Regions from separate parts of the Manis javanica genome. Here region 1 is linked to region 2. The links are chromatin contacts, called in public Hi-C maps. All regions are on one chromosome and are shown on one strand. Each heading gives the region's core, a stretch centred on a gene start, on an enhancer-like site or on the middle of the called end of the contact. The rest is flanking DNA. Distances are from core to core; before and after follow the strand shown.

Evidence for each region. Hi-C and Micro-C count contacts between places; a contact is called where the count stands out from the background.
Region 1: a Hi-C map of blood shows a contact between it and region 2, with 6 times the contacts expected there. The contact joins the promoter of MCPH1 here to the promoter of AGPAT5 in region 2. A contact is called at or near these places in 2 of 2 Hi-C or Micro-C datasets (blood and fibroblasts).

Annotation. Positions count from the first base shown.
Region 1 is chr12:107,706,238-107,712,917 of MJ_LKY, reverse strand. It overlaps MCPH1 (microcephalin 1), which reads left to right and starts at 4,641. Exons shown (of 14, transcript XM_073219223.1): 1 at 4,641-5,003; 2 at 5,752-5,843. The coding sequence starts at 4,964.
Region 2 is chr12:107,476,977-107,483,412 of MJ_LKY, reverse strand. AGPAT5 (1-acylglycerol-3-phosphate O-acyltransferase 5) reads left to right here and starts at 3,002. Exons shown (of 8, transcript XM_017681097.3): 1 at 3,002-3,583. The coding sequence starts at 3,365.

The DNA of each region.
Region 1 (6,680 bases), core at 3,392-5,891, 230 kb before region 2:
TGTACATATTTTTCTAGTTCGTCATTTGCCTTTTAGTGTGTGTGTGTGTGCTTTAAAACAACACAAATTTACTATCTTGCAGTTCTGGACATCTGAAGTCAGCAATGAGTCTCCCAGGGCTAAAGGCAAGGGGTTGCAGGGCTGGGGTCCTGAGGGAGGCTCTGTCTCCTGGCCTTTTCCTGCTCCAAGCAGCTGCTGCAGTCCTTGGTCCCCTCCTCCATTCTCAAAGCCAGCAGCATCTTCAAATCTCTCTCTGATTCTGATCTCCTTCAGCTGTCTTTTGATTTTGCTCATGGTGTGTGATTTTTTTTTATCATTCTTTAATTGCATCTGATTTTCAGTTATAGTTATAAGCCTTGTCTGTATACAAGGTTATGGAGGAATTCACCTATATGTTCTTTTAGAACTTGTATGTTGATAAATTTTTACATTTAGATCTCCAATCTATTTTAGATTTATTCTTACGAATAGCATGAGATATTAATTTAATTCTACAGTTTTGTCCTATGACACCAATTTCCTAGTGCCATTTATTTAAAAGTCTATCTTTGACCCAGTGATTCGAGGCAATACCTCTATGCTATACTAAATGTCCACACATACTTGGGTTTATATCTGGGCCCTCACCACTAGCCTCCTGATGTTTGTGGAGTCAGGCACCAGGACCACAGTTTTAGTGATGGAGACTTTCTAGTATGTTGTATATCTGGTAGGTTTAGACCCCTTGTAGCTTTTCTTTTTCGGTGGCTTCCTAGCGTGCTTTAGCATCACCTTGTCTAGCTCTATCAAAAGATTGTTGGTATTTTTAAATTGGGATCACATTCAATTAAATTAGGAAGAACAGACATTATGATGCTAAGCACCCAACCCAAGAACCAGAGATGTCTTTCCATTTGCTCAGATCTACTTTTAGGAGTTGTTTTAAAGTTCTTCTCATTGTTTTGAGATTTTGCACACTTCTTGTTAGGTTTATTCTTTATTGTTATTGCAAGTGGAGTTTTCTCCATGGATGGTTAATTTTATTTCTGGATCCTTACTGAAATTGTTTTTTAAGTTAATTTTATCAATGATTCCCTAGGATTTTCCAGATGTGCTATCATGTCATCTAACATCGAAATAGTTTTACTTATTCTTAAGTTCTTATGTCACTGGTTGAATCTCTTATCTAGTGAAGTGCTTCACATCTCACTATATAGGGTTGACTGGTTCTGTAGACAGTGAGCATCATTGCTCTGGATCATAGGAGAAATGCCTCCATGTTTCCCCATTAAGATGAAGTGGCTTTATGTACATTTATTTATTTATGCTGAGATGTAACACCAAATTCCTATTCCCTTGAGTATTCCATCAAGAATGGGTGCTTTTATTTAATATAATTATTGATAAATTTGGATTTAAGTGTACCGTCTGTATGTATATTCTCCTGCTTGCTATATTTTTTTCTCCTTCCTTTTGTTTTTTTGGGAATGGATTATATTTTATTATTTCATTTCCACTTTCATTAGTTTGGTAGTTACACAATATTTAATTTCTTTTCTTGGTTTTCCTAAAGGTTACAAAATGCATCCTTGCTTTATCACACTCTAATAAAAATGAGTACTTTTCACCATTTTCTGTAAAATAAAAGGATCTAAGAGTATTTTTTACTACATAAACTCCTCTATCAATACATCATTACTATCATGCATTTTGCTACATATAAACTGTATTTTAACCTCATAAGACTAGTATTGTTGTTTTATACAAAAAATATTTGTTGTTTATATTTGTATGATCAATAGTCATGTAGATTAACCCACATCTTAGCACTTTTTATTGTTTTATTCCTTCTTGTACCTCCAAGTTTCCATTATAAGAACACTATAAACCCAAATCTGTCATGAAGTTAGATGCAAACATTCTAAGCAAATTTTAGACAAACAAATTTTTAGCAAAACAAATCTGACAATATAGAAAGGGGTACATCATGAGTAAGCCGATCTATCCTGGAAATGCAGGATTAACTCAACATTAAAAAATCAGCCAGTGTAACTCACTATTCACAAATAGAAGAAAAAAATTATATAATCATAATAGTAGATTCAAAGAAAGCATTTGACAAAATCAGACATTCTAATTTTTAGAATTCCTGATCTGAAAAATGGAAAAGCTCTCAGCAAAATGGGAAGAAAAAGGACCTTCCTCAACCTGATACAATGCATCTGTGAAAGACCCACAGCTAACATCATAGTTAATGTTGAAAGGCCAAAGGCTTTCTCCCCAAGATCAGGAAGAAAAGGATAACTGTTCCTACCTGTCTATCCAGCACTGTACACCCAGAGTTGGTATAAAGATTAAAGTGTAAACATTTGAGCTAAAGAAATACAGAAATAAATCTTATCTGAACTTCCCTTATGGGATGAAAGCAGAGCCTCCCAAAAATACAGCTACCATTAGAACCCCTCCCAGGGAGTTTCTTGTGAATTCAGTTGCCAAGGAAACAGACTACCCATTCCTGTGACCATCAAAAAGCCTAATAGAACCCTCTTCAATTTTCAACTGAAGTTCTAAATCTTCCCCTACTACTGGATTTGTTAAGTTTTATATATAAACCTTTTATCTCTGGCTATTAAGGGAGTTATTAAGGGAGGGAGGGGGGTACTCCCCCACCCTCAAGCGCATGTAAATAAACCTTAACTTTTCTCCTGTTAATCTGTCCACCATTAATTTGCAGGGTCCAGTCACAGACCCATGCTGGAAGAAGAAAAGTTTTCCTCCAAACACAGACAACATGACTGTCTTTAGAACATTATAGGGAACGAATGAGAAAAGCTATTACAACTATTAAGTAAATTAGGAAGGTTGTAGAATGTAAGATTAATTCACTACCAATTGTATTTCCATAAATTAACAACCAGAAATTGAAATTGTAAAAAACCACTTACAATATCATAAAAAAATAGAAATGGCTACGTATGACAAAAGTTGTTAGAGGCCCATCCTCTGAAAAATACCTACCATTGCTGAGAGATATTAAAGAAGATGTAAATAAATTTTAATGGATCATAAGGTTCAATATTGTTAAGATGTCGATTCTCCCTTAAAGAGACCTGAGATTCAACACAATCCCAAACAAAATCCCAGCAGGCTTTTTATTGTTTTGTTGTTGTTTTGTTTTTTTTTTCTTTTTCAAATACAACTAGCCCTAAAAGAGAGACCAGAAGACACAGGACTGTTGTTGTTTTTTAGTAGAAACTGACAATCTGATTTTAAGAACAAAGTGGTAGGAATTATATTACCTGATTTCACAACTTATTCATAAAGCTACACTAATCTATATGGTACTGGTGTAAAGATAAATAGCTCAATGGAACAGAGTAAGAAGTCTAAAATTAAACCATACATGTCTGAACAACTGATTTTTACTATGTGCAAAGCCAATGAATGCAGTGGAGGGGGAGGTACAGCTTTTCAACAAATGGTGTTGGAACAATTTGGATGTGGATACCGTATGTGCAAACAAATGAACTGTGGTCCTTACTTCTACCATATTCAAAAATTAACTCAAAGCAGCCTAGCCCTAAATATAAAACCCAAAACTGTGATATTTCTGGAAGAAACCCTAGGAGAAAATATTTTTTGACCCTGAAGGTGAAGAATCTATCAAATACTGAAGTTTTTTGTTAATATCCAGGCCAAAGGTGATTGATTTGCTCTACTTCGTGACTCACTATTTAATTCTAAATCTTCTTAAACTTTAAAAAACCCTGTCAGTTATTTTACCAGCAAACCGGATTTACTCAGGAATAGCAGAGAATCACAATTCTAGACAGGCAAGGTATAGCAGAACTATAGGCAAGTGCTATAAAGAAGCAGGTTATTTTTTGGAGAAGGAGGATGTTAGGAGGGGTTGTTTCGAATAAAGTCCACTGGAGAAAAGCAGGACTTCAGGGTGATAATGGTTTTTCAGCGACTGAGTTGCAGAGGCAGTTGACTTCTTACAGAAGATACAATGTACATCTTTCCCTGTTGGGGTTTATAATTGATGATCACTAGCCAGAAAACCGTTCCCGCTTCAGCGGCACCCAGCAAGGGGGGGCCCTGACTGTAGACGCTGGACTCACGGGCTCAGGCGCGCAGCCCCGCGGCCGAGGCGCAGGGGTGGACGGCGCGTAGGACGTAGGTGAGGAGGGGATGTGGGTGGAGCGCGGGGCGGGGCGAGGGGGCTTAGGTGAAGCGGGGATGTGGGTGGGGCGCGGGATGGGGGCGTAGGCGTAGGTGAAGCGGAGGTGTGGGCGTGGCGTGGGCGGGGCGCCTCCCGAACGCGGGAGGTTTGAAGCCCCAGGCGGCCGAGCGGTGCGCCGGGTGGGGGGCTCTCCTCCCCACGGGGCTGGTCCCGCTCCGGTCTGGACCTGTCCACTCCGGGACTTGTGGGCAGCAGAGTTCGAGGGGGCTGCCGGGCCAGCTGGACCCTGGCCGCGGATCTACGGTCTGGAGTCCCGTTAGTGTGTGAGGTTGGGGGGCCCGCTCCCGCACCTCCGTGGGCATCTGAGATACGGAGGCTCCCTGGCGGGGCCTGAGGTGGAGATGCGGAGGCGCCCCGGGGGTCTCGGCCTAGGGTCCGCCGGCGCGGCCGTGGGTGGGACCCTCCTAGCGGCAGTCCCGCGAGCCTCGGGGTCCGCGAGGCGGGGGTCGCGGGTGGGGGCCCCGAGCCCGCAGCGAGCGCGTTCGCGTAACTGCGAACGGGCAGAGGCGGGCGCCCTCGGGCAGCGCGGACGCAGCGCGCCTCCGCGCAGGAAGAGCACCAAGCACTTTCCGCGGGGTTAGGGTTTAGCTTTCTCCCGCCCCCTCGGGCTATTTAGAAAACGCGGAAGGCAGAGTTACGCGTAGCCGGAGGGGAGCGGCGCTGGAGCGCCCTGCGCATGCTCAGTGCCGCCCGCCTCTGTTCGCGGGACTCCGAGCGGTTCCGAGCTCGCAGCTCCTCATGGCGGCTCCCGGGACGCCAGGGAATCCGGTCCTGAAGGGTGAGGGTGCTTCCTGTTTCCTGGGGAGGGGACAGGCTTAAGGACCCTCATCTAGGCCGCTGCCTGCGCTGGGGACGGGGGATGGGGCTCGCGGGGAGGGGAGTCCGGCCCTCCCGGAAGTCATCCCGGCCCCCGGGGGGGGTTGCCCCCGAGTCCAGGGCCGCCCCCCGCCACCTGGCCCTGCCGAGGAGGAAGGTGCAGTACGTGGCGGGGCACCTGAGGGGTGGCTGAATTTTCAGCCTTCTCCCCGCCCCTCGTGCCTTTGCGTGGCCCGGTGAATTCAGGGGCGTGGAGCAATCATGAAATTAGGCAAAGAAATAGGAGCGCCTCTCCTGTCAGTGTCTATTGTTAGTACCAGGAGCGTCATTACACCGACAGCCGTGCTTATTAATGTATTATGTTTGGGTACTTTTGTGCTACACTCGAAGTTGAGGGGTTTTGTGGCCCTCAAAGCCTAAAGTATTTATTATCTAGTCCTTTACAGAAAACAGACTCTGGTTTGGGAATTTGGATGAGCATAGAGTGTTTAGAATGTAAACATGACGTGTGTGACATGTGTGGGTAAAGTTCTTTGCTTGAGATTTTAAGAACGTGCTCGCACTAGTACTATTTTGAATAGGCTTTTAATAGAATAAATTTAAAATTTACTTTTTAATGTAAGTAGAACAAGAGAAATCTGTTGAAATCCTTGGGCCACGGATGCTGGAATTTCAAATGCATTTCATGCTAACATCTTGTTTATTTTCAGATGTTGTGGCCTATGTTGAAGTGTGGTCAGCCAATGGGACAGAAAATTATTCAAAGACATTTACAAACCAACTTGTGGATATGGGGGCAAAGGTAAAAAATTTTACCATTGCTATACGTATGACAGTTCTCATACACAATGAGATAGATTTACATTTATTTAGGTAGTTAATACTTAAAACACGAAGGATAAGGAAGACAGTGGGTAAGTAAGTGGTGGGAGAAAAAAGGAGACTGTGAGAGGAAGGAATTTAGAACTGGATTATGGACGACCTGGTCTTGGTTGTGAAAGAGGAGATCTAGGAATAAAATACAGGTTCTGCCGCTGGGCACACGTATGGATGCTGTTGATCCAAGTGAGGAACTCAGGGAAAGGAGCAGCTTTTAAGGGAAAGCTTGTGAATCTGGGCATATTGGAAATATCTGATAGACATTGGGGTATACACATCTGGACCTTGAGATAGGAGCGAAGGCAGTGTTCTACGGGTTGAGACCCTAGGGGTCAGGGAAGGCCACCAGAGGGGTGACCACCCAGGCGGTTAGAATGAAATGCTGGAGGCGGAGACCGTTCAGTATTTCTGCAGCCCGTGAGGAGGGGGCCCAGGGGTGAGCTGACCCCAGAAGTGTGTGCCTTTCACTTCTGGGGTTTCAGAATTTCGTCAGGATGGGATTGATACCAATACTTCAGTGTACAGAGAACTGACATTTTTTACGAAATTGGTTCTTCCAACCCATGAACCCATGTGCCTATGGTGATTTGGTTTCTTTAATTTCTTTCAATAATGTTTCAAATTTTCCCTGTCACTTTGATGCTATTGTAAACTCTCTTTTATCCTTTTTCTAAGTGCTGCTGGCATCTAGAAATAATTGTTGTGTACCCACTTTGTGTCCTGAAAGCTTACCAAACTCACTTCGGAATTCTGTGGTGTT
Region 2 (6,436 bases), core at 1,753-4,252:
TACCAATAAACTTCAGACTGGGCCAGGCCATGAGTGTCCTTGAGAATATATAAGGATGTGGTCATGAGTAGCTTTCAGGGGCCCGACTTCCAGATGCTCAGCTTTCCTAAAACCGATCTGCCGATGGAGACTCCTTGGAGCTCCATCCCAGCTTACACCTCACCACGGCCTCCACCCACTTGGCCCACCCAATCTTACCCATTTCCACACTATGCAGGAAAGCAGTAATACGCTTGAGGGTACCAGTGGATAATCGGGCAATTTCTTTTAATTAAGGTACCATTAAGACAGTCATTTCTAATAAAACTTTACTTTTATTTACAATAATTATCAGATTTTGCAATGTACATTGATTACATTGCATATTGCATATTGCTAACAATAGTAATAGCTCAATCTGGATTAAATTTTAACTCTTAGAACCTTGATGACATAATCTGATCAATAAAAGACTTTGAAGCAAAAAAGAATATTCCATTAAGACAAATTGTGGTTGAACTGACATGAAAGTATGTTTTCAAGAAGAAAAAAAAAGGGTCAGTGTAAAATTCTAATTGGTAAAAATCCTAAATATTTTTTAAATGGATGGTGCTGGGTATTGATCACTATAGTACTCATAACCTATAAGGTAAGTTTAAAAGATTTCAGTAAGCACTTTATTATTTATTTATTTATTAAGGTATCATTGATATACACTCATGATGGTTTCACAAGAAAAACAATGTGGTCACTACATTCACCCTTCTTATCGAGTCCCCCCCACATACCCCATTGCAGTCACTGTCCATCAGTGTAGTGAGACGCCACAGTGTCTACTTGTATTCTCTCCATAAGCACTTTATTTTAAATGTCATTTACAACTCATCATAACTTACTTCTTTTATAATTAATTAAACTTATGATAAAAATAATTTTAGATAACTTAAAATGAGGGAAATACATAGTATTCTTTTAAGGGGCATCTTAAAAAAAAAAACGTGTGGCCTGTTACAGTGCTCCACACAGGTCTTTTCAGCCCCTCGAGGACACCATGGACTCTTAGCTGCCACCCTTCACATATGCTGTTCCCACTTGTAAGGCTCTTCCTCTTTCCTCTCACTTTTGGGTCTAGCCTAGTAACTCCACCCTCAAGCTTCATTTTATAACACTACTTGAGAAGCCTTACTCTTCCCCAGACTAAACGAGAGCTCCTTAATACATGTTCCTATAGAACTATGAGCTTTCCCTTGGCATCAAACTTATCCCCAGTGTGATGCCTTGCTAAACGTAAGCACCAGAAAGGCCTCAGCGGGATCACGGTTTTTGCGGTCACATCCCAGAGCCAGTGCATGCAGGCTAGGCTAGCTGTTCTCCTCAGAAGGAACCCTTTCGGGAGAGTGGTGGAAAAGAAAGTCAGATTGCAAGACATTAAAAAATGTACAAGGTGAGAAAGTAGAGGCAGACAGTGTGGGCTGATTATAGCTTAAGAAGCGGGTAGTGGCCGAAAGGGAGCGGAAATCTGTGTGTTGGTACAAAGACAGGAGTGAAGGCCACAGGGAACAACCCAGGAGGTAGGGGCTGGGCTTGGATATAAACAGGGTACAAGAGAGACAAGTTCTGAGTGTCTCCATGCCACGCATTGCACGATGCGCTGACAGCGATGTGGGCATGACTCACGGGAACGACGTCTTTGCACGAAGCACACACATACTGACTTCACGCATACCAGTCAGATGGGAACACTGAACCTTCGGGCTTCACCTCTTGGCACTTTTTCCTAACTGTGGGGTGTCTGGTCTCAATTAAGGAAGCTGAGCAGCCCTGGTTGTGCACATCATCCGCACCCCTTTTTGCCTCCCAAACAAAATCTGGGCCTTACAGTCCAGGGCATTACATTCCACAGGGAGTGCAGGGGAAGCTCTGTCCAAAGACTTTACGTTGTGAGACGCCTCCCATTGGCAACATACTTGTCCAAACACTTGTTCTTTGAGACATCTCTAGTCGCCTGACTGTCCCCCAAGGTCACCACCTGTGAATCATGTTACTACGTACAAAGTAGCCACCATGCTGGCTCTGATTAAATTTGTCCCCTGAAACGCCTTCCTGCCTAAAGTTACCCCACAGCCTTCCTTCCACTAAGAAAAAGTTTTCTCAAAGCACCTGGCATTCTTTTGGAGTACAACTATCCCTGCAAAGGTTGCACATTAACTCACATTTACTGTAGCCAAAGGGCAATAGAAGGATCCAGAAGGCCCCTGGATCTGTTTTTACATCAATAGAACAACTGCCCTGCCTTCCTAGATTTTGTGAAGGTCCCAAACGTACGTCGGTCCTTTTAGTTATTCTACCTGCACACGCACAGGACTCTTGACAACTACAAGAAACACGAGGCTCCTGATAAAAAAACAGAAATCAGCCAAGGGGCAGGCCTGGGGAGGTGAAGCACAGGGACCCTGAACAGTGTCGGGAGCCCTGTAAGCAGGCCGTCCGGCAGGCAGACGTGTGACGATCGCCGTTACGGGCCCGCGACAGGCCGCCGGCCGGAGCCGAGAGCACCCCAGTGACAGCCCCAGGTGCGTCCCGTCGGCCGTCCCGCGGTCAGCCCGACAAGCCCCGCCGGACGCGGGAGCCCTTTGCGGCGGGGCCGGCCAGGTCCCAGGTAAGGGGACGTCTCGGCTGAGGTCGCGTCCCGGGGCGGGCGCAGGGAGGCCCGGAGCGTGTTCCTTCAAGCCGAACCGCGCCCAGGGGCGGGGCAGGGAACACCAGGCGGCCCGGGCCCCTCCTCCGGCCCACGCCCATCTTCGCCCCGCTCCACCCACCAGCAGTTAAGGGGGCGTCACCGCCTCTCCCGGTCAGCGGCTGGGCCAGGCTTTGGCGCATGCGCACTAGCCAGAGCAGGACCATCCGTTCATCCGCGGGTCCGTTGAGCCTCGACTACACTTGACCAATCGGAAGACATGTTGCTTCCGCTGATCCCCGCCCCTGCCGGGGGAAGGGTGACCAATCAGGAGACGCGTTGTTTCCGCTGAGCCCCGCTCCCGTCAGGGGCGCAGGGCGAGGGGAGAGGGTCATGGGGTGTAAGCGCTCCTGAGCTGCCGAGCCCGGGAGGGCCGCGGCGTCCCTTTGGGCCGCAGCCGCGACCGCCGCCCAGCCCCACATCGCCGCCCGCATCCCCTCCGGCGGCGGCGCCGCCCTCGTGGCTGGGGTGGGGGGGGAGGCCGGAGCCGGGGCGCGCTGAGCGTCTCAGGTGCGGCCGGCGACCGGCTGCCCCGGAGGTGAGGGCGGTGGCGAGGCCCGGCCCGGCCCGGTGATTGGTCGCCGGCGGCGGCAGGGAGGCGGCCGGGCGGGGAGGAGCGGGCGGAGAGTCCGGCGCCGCGCCGGGAAGATGCTGCTCTCCCTGGCGCTCCACATGTACTCGATGCGCTGCGTGCTGCCCGCCGCGGTGCTGCTGGGCACGGCCCCCACCTACGTGCTGGCCTGGGGGGCCTGGCGGCTGCTCTCCGCGCTCCTTCCCTCCCGCCTCTACCAGACGGTGGACGACCGGCTCTACCGCACCTACCAGAGCATGGTGCTCTTCTTCTTCGAGAACTACACCGGGGTGCAGGTGAGGCGCCGCACCCGCCGCGCCCTGTGTGGCGTGGGGCCCCGCGGGCGCGCAGGCGGATCAACCGCACCAGCTTGGAACCGTTCGGCACCGCCGGGTCCTTTAGGATCGTTCGGCCCTGCCTGGCCAATCCGCCCCCGACGACACGTGCCGTCACCTCGCCCTCCTACCGTGGGGGGTGGGGGGCGTTTCATGCACTCGCTTTAGGGTTTGGCCGGACGCCCCCTTGCAGGTACCCCAAGATCACTAGGATGTAGTAACATTGTTGTGAGGCTACCAGTGAGATCGACCGCCCCTTCTCCCCCCTTTTTTGTAACGTTCTGTCTTGGAGCTCAGCTAAGTGGGCGCAGATGAACCCTGAAGTAGAGCAGGCCCTTGACGGTTCTTGGCGTTTGGTCTAAAAAGGTGGTAATGTTTGAACTCAAAAGTGCACTTTTAAAAATTGGAGACCTTCTCTTGAAACGGGTTACTGTTAACTATTTGGGCAGTAAGTACGGCTTTGCCCTGCATTCTTCCGCAGTATAAGTGAAAGCTGGGCAAGGAAACGAATACATTTGTTACTGTAGAAGGCTTAACCTAGATAAAATTCCTGCCCACTTCGGCTAGGCTTAAATTTTGTCTGATTACTTTGTCTGTTGCAATTGAATTTGTAGATTAAATCTGTAGAAACGAGTAAAGGATCCTCTTTAGTTATTTGATGTCTCATACGAAAATAACAACTGTGGATTTCCCTTTCATTTCTCCATTTGAAAAAAGAGCTTGATTCTTGGCTGTTCCTTATATCCAGTTAGTCCTTTTTCTTTCTTTTTTTTTTTTTTTTCTCAAATCAGGGTGGGCTAGAGAGAATGGATGACGTTGTTTTATCATTTTCTTCTTTTCTTTTTCCCTCAGAGCAACTGTTTTCACCCTGGTGTCAACCAGCTACTATTGTGACTTTGTAGTTGTACTGCTCTGGATCCCCGATGACTCCGAGTTCGCCCCAGTTGGAAGTTGTTTGGGGGAAGGGAACTAGGAGAAGCCAGGGCCTAACATTTAAACCAGTATCTGTGAGTGTTTCCTGGGAAAGAAGGAAAGGTCGCTCTTCCAGATCATGTTTTCCTAGTAATTAACTTTCACAGTGGGCCTCATTTAAATTTTTCACAAATTCAGACCAGTCGTTTCTCCCCATGCTTTTACTTCACCACACCTGTCTAAGTATATGGTTTTATCGTGAGTATTTAATTTTCATCCTATGGCAGCTGGCCTGGACAGGGATACAGACTCAGACGTCTGACAAAGTCAGTTACCTCTTAGAATAATAATTCTACCTATGGTGGGTTATTTTATTTTTATTCAAAGAACATAGTATGTTCCATGTGATATGAATATGATATGCCTTGGAAGTACTTTGTGTTTAACACATTTCTTATTTTAAAATACACCTGCAGGTTTCACAGTGTTTTTGAATTTGCATTTATTGCCTTTTACCCTGTTCCATGTAGACCTCCACTTTATGTTTTTAAGTTCTCAACATATGTTTTTTTTAAAAATGAATCATTGAGGATCAATGGGGAATTTCTAGAGTCCCAGCAAACTTCAATATGGCACCCACATTAAATGAAATGTTGAATTATAGTTGAGGGCCTCAGACGTCCTTTTATAAATGCGTGAAGATTATTGCTAGATGTCCCATTGGATGCTGGGTAAACATTTTACTACTTTATTTTCATACGCATATTTGAGACAGGAAAACATTTCCATGACTGTTGCTAAAATTGCCATTTATAATTTATCTTTTTAGAACTCCTAGAAACTCAATAGTACCAAAACTCAACTGAGTACTTTCTCAGTTGAGTTTCCTTGGGAAAGGAATAAGGATTTTTAAACTTTTACATATCTCTCTTAATTTAAGACTCACTGTAAATCAACACATGCCTCTTTACTCTTTGTGGAGATACTGATTCAAGTAATTGTATTACTTCCCTGTAGCGTCCATAACAAATTACCTCAGACTCAGTAGCTTAAAACAACAGAAATTTATTCTTTCAAGGCTGTGGAGGCCAAATGCCTGAATCAAGGTGTTTGCTGGCCTACCCTCCTTCTGGAGGCCCTAAGCAAGAATTGTCTTTCTACATTCCTTGACCTGTAGTCCTGTTATTCCAGTGTCTCTGTGGGTTCATTGCCTCCTCTCCTGTCTCCAGTTCCCTTCTTCCTTCTTAGAGGGACACTTGTCCGTGGTTTTAGGGCCCATCCAAATAATCCAGGATGATCTCCCCCAAATTCAAAATCTTAACAAATGCAAAGACCCTTTTTCCCAAATAAGGTACCACTCACAGGTTCCAGGTTTAGGACAGACCCCTTTTTTGGAGTCACCATTCAGCCGAGCAGGGTAATCACTCCTTAGTTCTGCCTATTCAGTTTCTTCCTATTGTTTCTTAGGTTAACTTTACCTTATTTATTTAGGGGAATAAATTCTACGTATTAAAACATTGCAGTCTCTACTCTCTAACATGCTGAAGTAAAGGGAGCCTGGTTCTTTATGCCAAGGCTACTTCCAAAATACTTTCCCATAAGCCTTTAGTTCCTTATTTACAAATTGTTCACATATCCCTCAAATAGAACATGTGAGTACTTGTCTTATTTTCAGAACCAATCTGCTGGCTGTATAACAAGCAACTTTTTATTCATGTGTTGGTGTTCTTTTAATTCTTAATTGATTCTTACATTATCATCTTGTGACAGCTTGCCAAAAAAAACCCCAACCCCTCCAAAAAAAACAAAACCAAAGGAAAAAAAAAGAACTGAAAACCTGATCGATTACAGGTAATACAACTTCCAAACTAGGAATTATATACAGTATGGTGAATACGCTGG